Linked DNA regions of Rattus norvegicus: region 1 is linked to region 2. A link is a contact called in public Hi-C data. All regions are on one chromosome and are shown on one strand. Each heading gives the region's core, a stretch centred on a gene start, on an enhancer-like site or on the middle of the called end of the contact. The rest is flanking DNA. Distances are from core to core; before and after follow the strand shown. Region 1 overlaps Tmod1 (tropomodulin 1). Region 2 holds the start of Tmod1 (tropomodulin 1).

The links. A called contact is a pair of places that touch in the nucleus more often than the background predicts.
Region 1: a contact with region 2 is called in a Hi-C map of frontal cortex, with 1.6 times the contacts expected there. The contact joins the enhancer-like site here to the promoter of Tmod1 in region 2. A contact is called at or near these places in 3 of 12 Hi-C or Micro-C datasets (frontal cortex, kidney and psoas muscle).

The regions. Positions count from the first base shown.
Region 1 is chr5:65,157,837-65,164,043 of GRCr8, forward strand. Tmod1 (tropomodulin 1) reads left to right here. Exons shown (of 10, transcript NM_013044.2): 5 at 5,845-5,934. Among named protein-coding and RNA genes, the nearest start is that of Tmod1, 49 kb to the left of the region's middle. Within about 2 kb of position 3,000, at least 42 of the 93 cell types and tissues checked have an H3K27ac peak or open chromatin away from gene starts, as enhancers often do.
Region 2 is chr5:65,107,464-65,114,617 of GRCr8, forward strand. It overlaps Tmod1 (tropomodulin 1), which reads left to right and starts at 4,599. Exons shown (of 10, transcript NM_013044.2): 1 at 4,599-4,654. Tdrd7 (tudor domain containing 7) reads left to right here. Exons shown (of 18, transcript NM_138871.2): 18 at 236-702. The coding sequence ends at 456.

The DNA.
Region 1 (6,207 bases), core at 1,750-4,249, 49 kb after region 2:
GTGGGTCGTATAAGACGCCAGTAGAGCCATCTCCTTCAGTGTGCCGTGTGTTTCAGCCTCCTACCTTCCCAACATATCCCTTGACTTCTGGTTAATCTGTGCAACTGAGAGAGCAAATACCTTCCCTGCCTGTCTCTATTTACTCCCAGGAGCTGTGTTTATCTGGGGCCTCCTCTGAGTCCCTGCATAACATCATTACCCTGATTAGGGCACACAGGATTAGTAAATGACCGCTGTCAGAGAAGGCTCCTGCCACAGCTTGAGCCACAGCAGAGCAGCCCTCCGGGGCTGAGCGGAGCATCTGGGCCTGCTCTTGAAAACATTTTCCTTGTTGTTGCTGGCAGACAGTTAGGATCTGTCTAAGATCCCAGGCCCCTGTGATGTCGGGGAAGGAGCAGGAGGCTGTGCGTGCACCCATGTTAACCGACTGTCCTTCGGTGCCTGTCATTCCGCTTCAGCCATTACAAGGTGGCAGTGGAACATTTGCTAAGTGACAAACGTGTCCCAGGTGCTGTGTAAGCACCACACAGCACGGTATTTATTGACCGTGACAAATCCTATGAAGTAAATTCTATTATTGTCCCCATTTTACACCCAGACACCAGCTGTTCCTAGGGCTGAGACAGTCAAGGAGCTGAGATGATGTCAGGTTTTTGGCCTTGGGTAAAAAGCAGAACCAGACAGTTGGAAGCAAGCTGCCCTGAATGGACAGAGGTGTTGGTGTGGCCGGCCTACCAGAAGCTGGCAGTTTGCCCAGGAAGGGAGAGTTGGATTCTAAAGCCTAGAGAGGGAGGTGAGGGGTCTGCAGCTGCCTCTAGTCTCCATGCTCTCCCCTATAAGGTGTTTCCGTGAACCAAGTCCCTCACTAGGTCCCTCACACACAGTACCAGTTGCCTGGCTTTCTTACCCACTATGGACTTGGTGATCATGAAAACAATTAAGACACTAAGGAAACAACCCTGCCTGTCCTCATGGGGCCGTGCTCCACAGGCCAATGAGACATGGCCAGTAAGAGTGTCACTCTAAGTGGGACAGGAACAGGACAAGAGAGTCACTTGGATTAAATGATAGGGTCACAGGAAATAAAGACAAAGTCAGACAAGTGGGGGACATAGTGACAGTGTGTTGGGGGGTGGTCCAGGGTGAGACATTCAGGTACAGTGGAAGCTCCCGTCCAGGTCAGGGAGGTGCTTATGTAGCAGCCTCAGTACCTGGAAATGTCAGAAGCCTGTAGACGCACAGAACATGTGATGCACTGATCAGGGGGTGACAGAAGAGAGGAACATTGTTGACAATCCACACGCTAAGTCGTTGAGTTGGTTACATTATGAAACACCCATCTTTTGCTGGGACAAATGAATTTCCATTCTCTGCCCTCGGGGCCCAGGAGGTACAGAGGAGGACAGGCCAGAAATATGTAGGTTTCAATCCTAAATGTGAGTTCTGCTATGCAGAGCAGACTCTGGCAATGCAAAGGTCTTGGCCTGTGCCCTATGACTTTAGCTTATCGGCTATAAAATCTTGAGATTATCAGTGTCTCCTAGCCTCACTCAAGGATTTTGTTTAGCTGGGTTTTAGAAACCCTTGCTTTAGGGCAGAAATGAGTAAAGGAGCCCCACCCTTCCCACAGTTAGGAGGAAACAACTGCCTCCCAAAGGCAATGGGCCAGGTCACTGGTGGCTTCCATGTCTTTAAGCACACGTGCTCTGATTCTGAGACTGTCAGGGGATGTGCCTCATCTTGGAACAGTTTGCTAGTGCCCAGGTTCCAGGCCAGAGTCAGCTTCAGCACCTGTATCTAGGATGTGAGAACACAGCTCTCCTCCCGCCCTCCACCCAGGGCCGCTCAAGCCCACAACAGCTGGAGAAGCCGAGGATGTGCTGTGATCACACTGCATTCTGAGCGGACTTACAAGTGGAAGGAGCCCTGCCAAGGCAGAGAGAGGAAACAGAACTCAGTGTTCTTTTTTAGAGTTCAAAAATAGTCCTTTTTGAGTTTTGAGGATGATCTACACTTTAAAAAAAAAAAAAAGGAAGAGGAAAAATAGAAAAAAAATAAAACAAGTTCCCTGGTGACAACAATTGACTGAGACCTACGAAGAAGGTAGCAACAGGAGACATCAGGGTTTTCTTTGCTTCACTCACTGCTGGGACACAAAAGCCACAACTGTGTGCCTAGGTCCACTGGATTGGTAGTGACCATTTTGAGGCAATGCCCTCCCACTCCCATTTTTCCTTCCTTTCCGGAACCCAAATCTCCTCTGATCTGCCAAGTGGTGCCCTTCCTTCTTCAGCCTGCTATCAGCATATACCACCCACCTCTCCATCTCTCTGTTTGTTCTAGAATTCTCCAGATGAGGGGCTGGCTCTCTTAGACTTTAGACGTCTCAGTGCCCCAGTAGACATAATACTTAACTGCCTTATACACTAGGAGAGTCTTTGCAGGGTCACCTACCAAATCAGGTCCCTGTTAGGTGTGGGAGGGCGTTTGACAGCCCCACGAGGATGCTTATTCTAGAACTCAGAAGAAGGCTAAAACTGTAAGAATTGCTGCGTGACTGCCGAGCCTTCCGGGAAGGTAAGAGTTCGGCATTCAAGCACACACTTGTGCGGGTGCGAAACCCAGAGATCCCAAAGAGGAAATGACCTCTACAAGGTCACCAAAAAGAAAAAAAAAATAGTAACAACCCATGGCTCTTTGCTCTTGGTCCCTTCACGCACTCCTATGCCTCTGTCCAACCCAGCGCAGGATGCTGGGGTTCAAGCACCAGATAGGTTTCCCCTTTTTGCTTTTATTTATTTATTTCCTCACCTCTCTCTGTGTGCGCTCTGAGTCAAAAACAGGCATTTTTAAAAAAGGAGTGTATTTCCTCCGATCTCGGCAAACCTGAGAGCTCTGCGTGGGGGTGGGGCGGGCAGGAGCGCCTCTCTGGAAGGCTACTGCCTGAGGAGATGTGACTCACCTGCTGCTGACTCAGCCCCCGCTCCCTCAGCCCACGGGGACACAGACTAAATTAAAACCTCGAGAGTTGGAAAGACAGCAGCCGCCTCTCTCCTCTCCCCAGCCCTCCACAGTGAGGAGCAAGGCTAATTTTAGCTGAGAAGATTCCTAGGGTAGAGAAGCAGAAGGGACTTTGAGATCATCTCATCATCTCGTTCTCAGTTCCCATCCGGACACCAAAATCACCTCAAGGAACCAGACATCGTTGTGTTCTTCTGTAATCCCAACACTTGAGAGCTTGAGGCAGGAGGATTGTTGAGTTCAAAGTCAGCCTGAGCTACATAGCACATAGCATATCTCTCTCTCTCTCTCTCTCTCTCTCTCTCTCTCTCTCTCTCTCTCCCACGTGTGTACACACACACACACACACACACACACACACACACACACACACACACACTCCAGTCTGGGACATCGACACCGTTTTACAGCTCTCCAAATGGTCTGCATATGCAGCAGCTGTGATTGTCGGTCTTAAATCACCCTAGCTGGACACAGGAGACCAAAGGCCAGTCAGAGGCGTGACTTGCAGGGATGGCACAGAGGACATGGTCAGGACCAGAGCTTGATCTCCTGTATCTTCTTTGAGACCTGGCCTATTCTCCCAGAAAACCTGTCTACTGAAATAGAAATTTGAAGAAAAAGAAAACAAATATTTACAACCTGCTTACTATAGTCTAGAAGAGATTGAAGAGTAGTAATATTCCTCCCTGAGCTGTGGAAGCCCACAGCCCAGCAGAGAAAACACATAGGTGTCTAAGGAATCTAAGAAGGCTCCCTGGAGGAAGCCTTGCACCAAGGACGAGTTGCACCAAGTCTTGAAGTAGTAGAGATAGGATGGTTAAACAAAATATGGATTATGCAGTTGAGTTTGAGTTCTAAATAAACAGGCTTTGTTGTGTCAGCTCTTTAGGAGGCTGAGCCAGGAACATCAGAGTTCAAAGTCAGCCTTGTCTACATAAAGGCACCACCTTTGTACTGAGGTTCACTGTGGCATAGAAAGGATACTAGGGAGAGAGAGACAGAGAGACAGAGAGACAGAGACAGAGACACAGAGACAGAGAGAGAGACAGAGACACAGAGACACAGAGACACAGAGACAGAGACAGAGAGACACAGAGACAGACAGAGACAGACAGAGACAGAGAGAGACAGAGAGGAATCTAAGAAGGCTCCCTGGAGGAAGCCTTGCACCAAGGACGAGTTGCACCAAGTCTTGAAGTAGTAGAGATAGGATGGTTAAACAAAATATGGATTATGCAGTTGAGTTTGAGTTCTAAATAAACAGGCTTTGTTGTGTCAGCTCTTTAGGAGGCTGAGCCAGGAACATCAGAGTTCAAAGTCAGCCTTGTCTACATAAAGGCAGCCTGGGCGATGCAGTGAGACCTATCTCAAAATAAAATGTAAAGAGAGGGTTGGGAATTTATCTCAGTAGTAGAGCACTTACCAAGCATGCTATAGGCTCCGGATTCAATTTCCAGACCTGGACAAGGGCCCACAGTTTTGAATAATTTATCTCAAATATTGAACAGGGCATATTTGTGCTGAGGGATTGATTATCAGAGGTCTTTTCTGGCCCAGAGCAGTGCTACGGGGTGGGGTAGGAGGGTCATCCTGTTGTCCCACCACCTATCCAACCCAACCCGGTTCCTCTTCCCTGTCTCTCCCGACCTCCAACTCCACTCATCTGCTTCTGCGCTTTACTACCCACCGTCCATGCTGCCTGGAACGTTCTTTCTCCCTTCCCTTGACTTCAGCCTTCCCTTCCCAAGCCCCTTGTTGTGCTTTTCTGGGATGTTCTTTCCAACACTTGACCCCTCCTGAGCTATCTGGGTTTTAATTGGCCCTTGCTCAGCTCTGCTTGCTCTCATTAGGTTGTGGGCTGCATGGGCAGAGCCTTTCATAGTTCAGTCCCTCGGAGCTCGCACACAATGAAGGCGCTCAGCAAACGCCAAAGAAACCGATGAGCTAAAGAACAACATATAGTGGTGAAGCTGTGCTGCCATCTCCAGAAAGATCTTTCTGACTGTTCTGTGATGAATGTTGGGAAGTAGATAGCAGGAAGAAGCCAAAGTCATGGTAACGCGGCTCTGTTAATGCAGATGTTTCTTCAGGAACGATGGGGTAATGGCCTGACGGCCCCCACCCTAAGTTGAAAATATCATAAATCAAGATGCACTTAATGCCTGGTTGAGCACAACAGAGCGCCTGACCGAGGGTGCCGCCATGTTGGTTTTTTTTTTTTTCTCCTGGTGATGGCAGATCGACTGAGCACAGGGTCATTGACTTGATCTAGAATCTTGAGTATCTTATCAGATGCCTCCAGCCTGGAAAAGATAGAGATGTAAATCAAAGTTTGGCTTCTACTCACCATGTATCACTTTCGATACCATCACAAAGCTGAAAGATTATAATGGGACCATTGTAAGTTGACGGCAGCCAGAAAAGAATAGATTTTCCACCAGGGCAGAGGTCCTGGCAAGGGAAATAGGATGACCTGAGAGACCTCGAAGATCCAAAGGGTCTGAGAGACAGGGCAGAAGAAGGAAGTGCTCTCCTTGGAAAAGATGCTTGCTGGGAAGACTCATTCTGTTGGGTTGTTTTGGGTAGGTGTACACGTTGGACCCCACGGAGATCAGGGAATCTGTGACCACAGCCAAAGGGAGGTTGGGTACCTGAGAAACACAGGAGTGAAAACTAGGATGAAAATAACCCACATTTTTACATTTCCATGTGTATGGTTCTTACCATTTCTGTGAGCAAAGCTCCCAACCTGTGGAAGATGGGTCCCCAGGAGATCTCTCTGTGACCATAAGAGTCATGGATCTCCCTTTATCCCCACAGCTATTCTGGGCATGCACACGCTCATGAGCAACCAGCAGTACTACCAAGCCTTGGGCAGCAGCTCCATCGTGAACAAGGAGGGGCTCAACAGTGAGTATACACAGCCCTGCTTGGCTGCCATCCCTTTTCCTTGCCGGGCCCCGAGACTGGTTCTCAGAGGGCACCTTGGAAGAGAGACGCCTCCTCCTGCACCTTGGTGCCGTGCTCCTGATACTCTGGTTCACTGCACATATTGTGCAAGCACGTCTCTTCTTGTTGTCCTTTGAGTCTGCTGGGGTTTTATGTGTCCGCATCAAAGCCTTCTTCCTCTCAATGCCTCATTTTCTTCTAAAGGTTTTAGAGATTTGCTTCTTATATTCGGTG
Region 2 (7,154 bases), core at 3,349-5,848:
TCATCACCACTCCCCTTTATAAACAGCACTGTCCCTCAAAGGAAACGTGTTCTACAGGTAGTCTTACCTTTATTATTCAAGATAGATGAGCTGTGAGACAAGGAACGTTAAGCAGCTGTTTTCTGGTGTTGGCAGGTCTAACCTGAAATACTTTGTAACTGACTAAATAGTTCTCCCTCTCAATGGCTCAAAGAAAGGCCACTCACTGCCCCCTCTTTCCCTGTCTCTCCCCTAGGAGTGAAGTGCAGCCAATGGTCGGAAGAGGCTTCAATGGTGTTTCGAAATCACGTGGAGAAGAAACCCCTGGTGGCACTGGTGCAGACAGTTATTGAACACGCTAACCCTTGGGACCGGAAAGTAGTGGTCTATCTAGTAGACACATCGCTGCCAGACACTGACACCTGGATTCATGACTTTATGTCACAGTATCTGGTAGAGCTTTCAAAAGCTAATTAATCACTGCTTGAGACCTTGACCGTTAATGCAGATTGTTCTCTAAGCAATAATACAAAATGTGTAGTAGGGTCTTAAAACATCTTATTTTTACTACATGGCTCTGACTGTTGTGGAGGATTGAAAAGAATATGCTTTGTTTGATGAAAGATATTTAACAAGTTTTGTTTAACGCAGTTGACTTTTCAAAGAAAAATTGCACTTGAATTATTAATATAATATTAGAATAAAATGTTTAGCAATGTAAAACCTGATGTCTTAGTTTTCTTTCTGTTCTATTTTAAACACCATGGCCAAAAAGAAACTTCAGAGGAAAACCATCTCCAGAGGAAACCAGGCAGGAACTCAAGCAGGAACGGAGGCAGGAACTGAAGCAGAGGCCATGGAGGAGTGGTGCTTCCTGGCTTGTTCCCCAGGGCTTGCTTACTCTGCTTTCTTATACCACACAGGACCACAGACCCAGGGGTGTCCCTGCCCTCAGTTGCTGGGCCCTTCCACATCAGTCATTAATCAAGACTACAGACAGATTCCTTCTCAGATAACCATAATTGTCACGTTAATGTGCTAACTTCATCTCTAGGCATTCTGATCCTAGGTTGAAAGCATTAATTTCCACTGATGTCTGCATTGCATTGTTTAGGTCATCTCTAATAAATCGAGAATGTAATTTAACTTCGATCCACTCTGGTGTCATGATGTAGCAAATGACCCCAAAGCAGAATATTTATGCTTAGTGTCTGGTACATCAGTGTTGTTAAAGGAGGAGCCACTCACAACACTGTGCTCCGTGACCCAAATTTAAAAAAAAAACAAAACATTTAGTGTGTATGTGTGTTTCTTATTTCATGTCAAATGAATTGACATAGAAGTCTGGAAAACTTTGGGAGCTGGTTGGTTCTTGATCCTTTCATCGTGTTCAAGAATTGAACTCAAGTCATCACTTTGGCAACCTTCCCTGGTGCCCCTTCTTCTCCACTGTACCTTGTTCTTGGGTTTTGTTTGTTATTTTTCTCTCGGAAAAAATAAAAAGTTCTTGCTATGTAGTCCAGGCTGGTTTCAAACTGGAGAGCATCCCGCTTCCGAGGTGCTGGGATTGTGCCAGGCTTAGCTCTCCAGTACTGTGAACATGAACATGCCTCTCCGATGCCTGGTGTCCCTGCACCTGAGAGTAGGCAGCTAGCTGGCTGGCTGGCTGAGTCGTCTCAGGTATGACTGTGCCATCTCGTTATCCAGTAGCACCCCACGGATACCTTCTTGTGAACAGATGAGCTTTGAATTGTGCTGCCTGACAGCATGCATACAGTCCACACCCATGCTGATTCCTGGCTAACCATGTGACATCACTGCATCACCATGACGTGCCACAGGAAGAGGATGGTCCATGTTTGCTTTTGTTATATGATCACTTCCTGGGTCATCCACATAGACAGAATGGCATTGTGGACGGTTCAGCATGTGCTGGTTTACTGGTGGCTGGACAGATGGGCAAGTGGATGGATTGTAAGCTTGAGCTGTGCTTAGGATGAGGTGGGGGAGCCCCAGACTAAGGGCAGAGCCCTGGGATAAACGCATTGATGACATCTTGAAGTTCTTAATTAGAATATAAGAACAGACCGCATAGATGCAGGATGCACAGGAGCAAAGCCAAGCCAGGCCTAAGCATGGTGCCCCATACCCAAGCTGAGCGGGGATGGAAGTTTGGGTTGAGCACACTGCACTCGAGCTAGTAGACCTCTGGGAAGACGCCCAAAGGCTGTTGGAAATCTGAAGTGAGGGGACCTCAAGGAGAAAACCAGGCTGGAGACAAACATTCTTAAAGTCATTTTTTATTCAGGGAAAACAATAATAGGAAAAGAAAAGACCAGGTTTTAAAAAGCTTTTCATCCTAAACGTGTAAAAAAGTATTCTGGCTTTTTAAAAATGTATTTTAAGGGGCTGGAGATTTAGCTCAGTGGTAGAGCGCTTGCCTAGCAAGCGCAAGGCCCTGGGTTCAGTCCCCAGCTCCGAAAAATAGAAAAAAGAAAAAAAATGTATTTTAAAATAGTCATGAACACTTATGCCACTAACTAAAATACTTGTTTTTATGAAATAAAATTCCTTCCAAAATAGCAAGATTTAAGAATACTTATGCCGGTGATTAAAGTAACTATTTATGATGAAATAAATTTTTCTCCAGAACATAAATGTTTGAGTGAGTTAAGGCAGTGTTATGATTTCTATATTGATCTCTTTCCAACAACAGAAAAGGCACAGATCCTTGAACACAACCAAAGGAAGACTTTCCTATTCCATTGACTTAAGAAACATTTCCATTCTTAAAGTATTTATGTTTATTGATAAAGTTAATACAATGTGAGGTTGCTTGACACACACATGAATTAGGCCACTGCCCTGTATTGAAGTCAGTCCAGGTGGACCAGAGACCTGTGTGTGAGGGCCTAAAGTAGCAGAGTGCCAGAGAGAGCTGGCAGAACCCCTGGGAGCCAGGGACAGCTGTCCTCAAAAGGCTGGAAGAGGAGGAAGGGGCAAAGTGGAAGAATACACACTGGTATATATTATATATGTGGTATATGGTATGTGTCCATATCATGTTGATATATTGGATGTGTTTGGTAAAAATGGGTAAGAAGTTTGGAGGAACACTTCGCACACACACACAAAAAAAAAAATCCAGTTGGCCGATAAACAAAAAGGTGTCAGCAAATGTGGACACGGGGCATTGGCATTGTGGGTCAGAACCTCAATGGACACCATAACTCTCTACCAGCATAGCTACAATGTAGCAATTCTTGTTCCACGGAAGTGGTTTAACCCAAGTGGAAACCACTTGCAAGTAGCATTAATCCAGTGCTCATCTCTCCTAGAGCTGAGCTTGGGCAGTCAACTTCCTGCAGACAATGAGAAAGAATGATTTGAGCCACACTGTAACATCCCTAATTCCACTAATAGCAAAGTAGACTTTTGCAATGGGATGTATTTATATGAAAATACCATATTATGTTCGCATGGAAAATTCACTCAGGATGAAACCTATAACTTGAACATTGAGAAAACATGGTGCAACACAAACTAACCTCAGCTGTGAGCAAGAGGCCCAACCTGATAGTAAGGACAAGTTCTGGAAGGGTCCAGAAAGCAAACTTCTTAGGAGGAAGAGGTGGGTGACTGGGGGGCGGGGAGGACAGGCTGCTGGTTGGCTTGCACAGGTGTTCTTACTGGAAAAATTCAGGAAGCTACACACTAAGATGTGCCCTGAAAGTATTTACACCCACAACAAAAACGCTTAAAAATAAGTCGTTGGGAATGGTAACTCCCTGCATTGTTTAAAAATACACCCCACTTCTCCCTTGAAAAGGGCAGTCTTAATAGGGCGAGGGTTTTAGAATACAGTAATGCGTTAGGAAAATACTTTCTGTACTCTCCAGCGTTTCTCCTTGGCAAGATTAGGGTTTCCCTCCCCAAAAAGTAAATTAGGATAATCCAACTGAGACGCCCCCCTTCCCATTTCCAGGCCCCGCGTGTCTGTCTGGATTCTTTGATAGGAGCCATTTGTTTATTGAAACACTTGAGGCTTCGGTTTGGGTTTAAGTGGTTTGTTCTGGAGAGGACACATTAGCCTTTCAAGAAGGAGGAACTTTAGTTCCGATTATTTTAAGTGGTTATTTCGGATGCTCCATTCTGTCAGTGCTTTGTAGGGAGAAGGCGTTCAATTCTGCGTTGGAATTGCGCGTCCACGGGTGGCTATTAAGCCCTGGGCGCGTGCCAGTCCTGGCAGGCCTGCTGGGAAGAGGCGACAAGTTGCCTCTTCAAAGGAAGCAAGGTGTAGCTGGACAGACTCTACTGGAACATTCTAGAATAGTGATCTGCCCGTCTTTGACGGGATACCTCCAACGTAGCTTAAAATCTTCCCGAGGCAAGTTGGGGAAACCGAGAACAAGGCAGGGAACCACACATTCACCTGGTTCGGACTCGGGGTGGCCCTAGATCCCCCTAGCGGGTGTCTCTCCCCAGCCGGAGACCGCGCAGCACCCCGGCGCCCCTGGTGGAGCCGGAGGGCGGGGAGGGCGGCGGGGTGGGGCGGGGCGCAGTGACAGCGGAGCAGGGCCCGCCCCCGGCTTCCCACCCGCGGCCGCCAGGGAACTCACCCAGCCCCGCGTTCCGCTCGTTGCCGCCGCCCGCGCTCGCGCCGCCCCGCATCCCGGTAAGACCCCCCGCCTGCCAGCCCTAGGTTCCCCTCGGCCTCGCGGGGTTCCCTGCCGCCGCGCCGGGGCGCAGCCATATCTGGGCAAAATATTCAGCTGTCGCCGCCGCCGAGAAGGGACTGAGCACGGCTCCCTCTATAAATAGCCGCCGCCTCGGGTGGCCTTCGGGGCTCGGGGTCCAGTTCCCCAGCCTGAAGATCCGGTCGCTGGCGCTAAGCGTTCCCGTAGCCTGACGCGCGCGACCCTAGTTAGAGTGCCCGGGGCTCTAGACCTGGTCGCCTAGGGACCTTGGGAGCCTCCCGGGGTGCCCCCGTGGGCATCGGCACTTTGCGAGCTGGGTACGAGCCCTCCTGGGACTCTGGGGAGGATGGGGGTCCACGCTCGCTCGGGGGACGCTGAGTCCGCAGAGCACGGATCCGGCCGGCGCCGGAAAAGTTTCCCAAACTGCTGGAACTAGCGAGGTTTATAGCGTTGCGCAGCCAGGTAGGATGAGAAAGAGCCTAGAAGCAGGAGCCACCGGCTGTCTCCACCTCGGGAGTAGGTGGCCTAGGCAATCCTTTCTTCTCTGGACCTCATTTGACCATTTGTAAGGTGAAGTTAGGGTCCTTCAGGGGGATGATACCCGAGGCCACGAGAGCGGCCAGGCATGCTCTGAACTGCCCACACTCCCCGTCACCTGTTCTCCAGTTTCAGGGTAGGGATGCTGGGGATGCGGCTGCAGTAGTCGGGGACTTTGGTAGCTCTTGGAACTCAGGTCCTGACGTAGGACCCACTGGGGCCCTGGGAATAGCCCGTGAAGTGTACCTGGGGTGCTTGGGGCATCTCTAGGCTGAGTTGCTAGCAGTACCTTAGCAAAACAAGTGACCAAATGAACTGGGCAGTCTCGGGCAGTTCAGTGGCCTATGTGGTACCTGTGATTCTTCCTTAACGGTGAAGCTCCCCAGCTCTCTGCCTAGCTACCTCTCTCTGCGCAGTGCTCAACTTCCCCATGAGAATCCTGAAGACCTGGCCACAACAGAGCTGGACCCTAAACCCAGACCCTGGGTTCGGTTTTAAGTGGGGACTCAATTAGGGTTGATCTTTCTCCCTAGGTCCCTTTGTCACCCGTGTAAGGGCTTCAGAGCCTTTTGCTCAAGGTCATGCAACTCCCCCCCCCCACTGCAGTCTGCCTGCCTTTCCTGTCTCTTAGGGACCTTTTCCCGCAGGTCTGGGGACTCTCTGAGCCCCTCTTTTGTGATCTGCTAATGTCTGGGACTTTCCCAGGCTGCGATAATAGCATGCAGAGTCTAGTTATAGATCCAGAAGACTGCCCAGCTTTCTCTAAAGCTATCTCCGAGCTTGGCTGATAAATGAGTGAAAGAGGACTCAAGCCAACCAAATAGGAAGGTTCCCACCGACTCAACCCTCAAACAGGCAGAGTGAAGACAGGGAGCCTGTCAGTCAGGCATCTTACCTCTAATGAGCTAGTCTCAGAGTCCTCGGCTTAGACAGCCATTGGCCCTTGGGTGCCTGGCATCCTAAGTGGGAAGTTAGAGTCCTCTAAAAATAGCCCAGCCCACCTTATCGGAGTCTCACACCTTCTCCCCTTTGTGGGCGGGGCTCCTCACTGCAGCTAAACGACAGAACCCAGGGACTAGGTGGTGTCAGCTCTAAGCAATAAAGGGGAATAGCCTGGAGTTCAGGCCCCCAGCTCCAAGCTCTGCGACCCACTTGGTGCGACCTTGGGAAATGACCTTAGTGGACAGGATGGTCTTTAGTGGTGCTGGAGTGGGTAGAGCTGGAAGCCCTCTGGGAAGCCCTCTAGCAGGAGAAAAGGGAAGTGCAGGGGAAATCTGGGGCACCAGATCTGTGATGGGACCCCAGAAGTCCAGGTGTGTGGGGGTGGTGGTGGTGTGGGGATAGGAGTGGGGGGGGGGATGGTGGCTTTCCAAGAGCCTAGTGGAGAGGTGGGCAGACAGTTACTACACAGGGATAGGATCTTGACAAGTGGGGAGACTCCATCAGAATTAGGGGTGGGCACTGGGGACTTGGTTGCAGCATGGTGGAGCATTAAAAACTAGGATTGACTGGAGACCCAGGTTGTCTCCTCAGTTTCCGCCTCTGTACAACAGGGCTAACAATCGCAGACACTTCATTCAGGCTGCCGTAGGAACTGATGATGGGCAAACCCTGAGCTTAGTTTGAACCTGCCCGGTTCCTCGTGAGGATGTGGTTAGGGAGGCAGAGGCCAGAGCTTAAGTTGAGACAGCTCCCAAGTCTCTCTCAAAGCTTAGATGAGAAGAGTCGTAGGGGCTGGGGCAGGGGGCAGGCCTCTGTGTTTATGAGAGGGCCAACAGATAAGTGTTAGAGGCAAATCAGGGGCGACCACAGAGCGGAAGAGAATCTGAGGGGTGTGCCCGTGGCAGGATTGAGGTCTTTCCTTAAGGATGTGCCACATGCAACTTTGTAAATGGCTTTCAACCCTCTAGACGTTCCTGAGCAGAAATAAAGGGGGGCTAG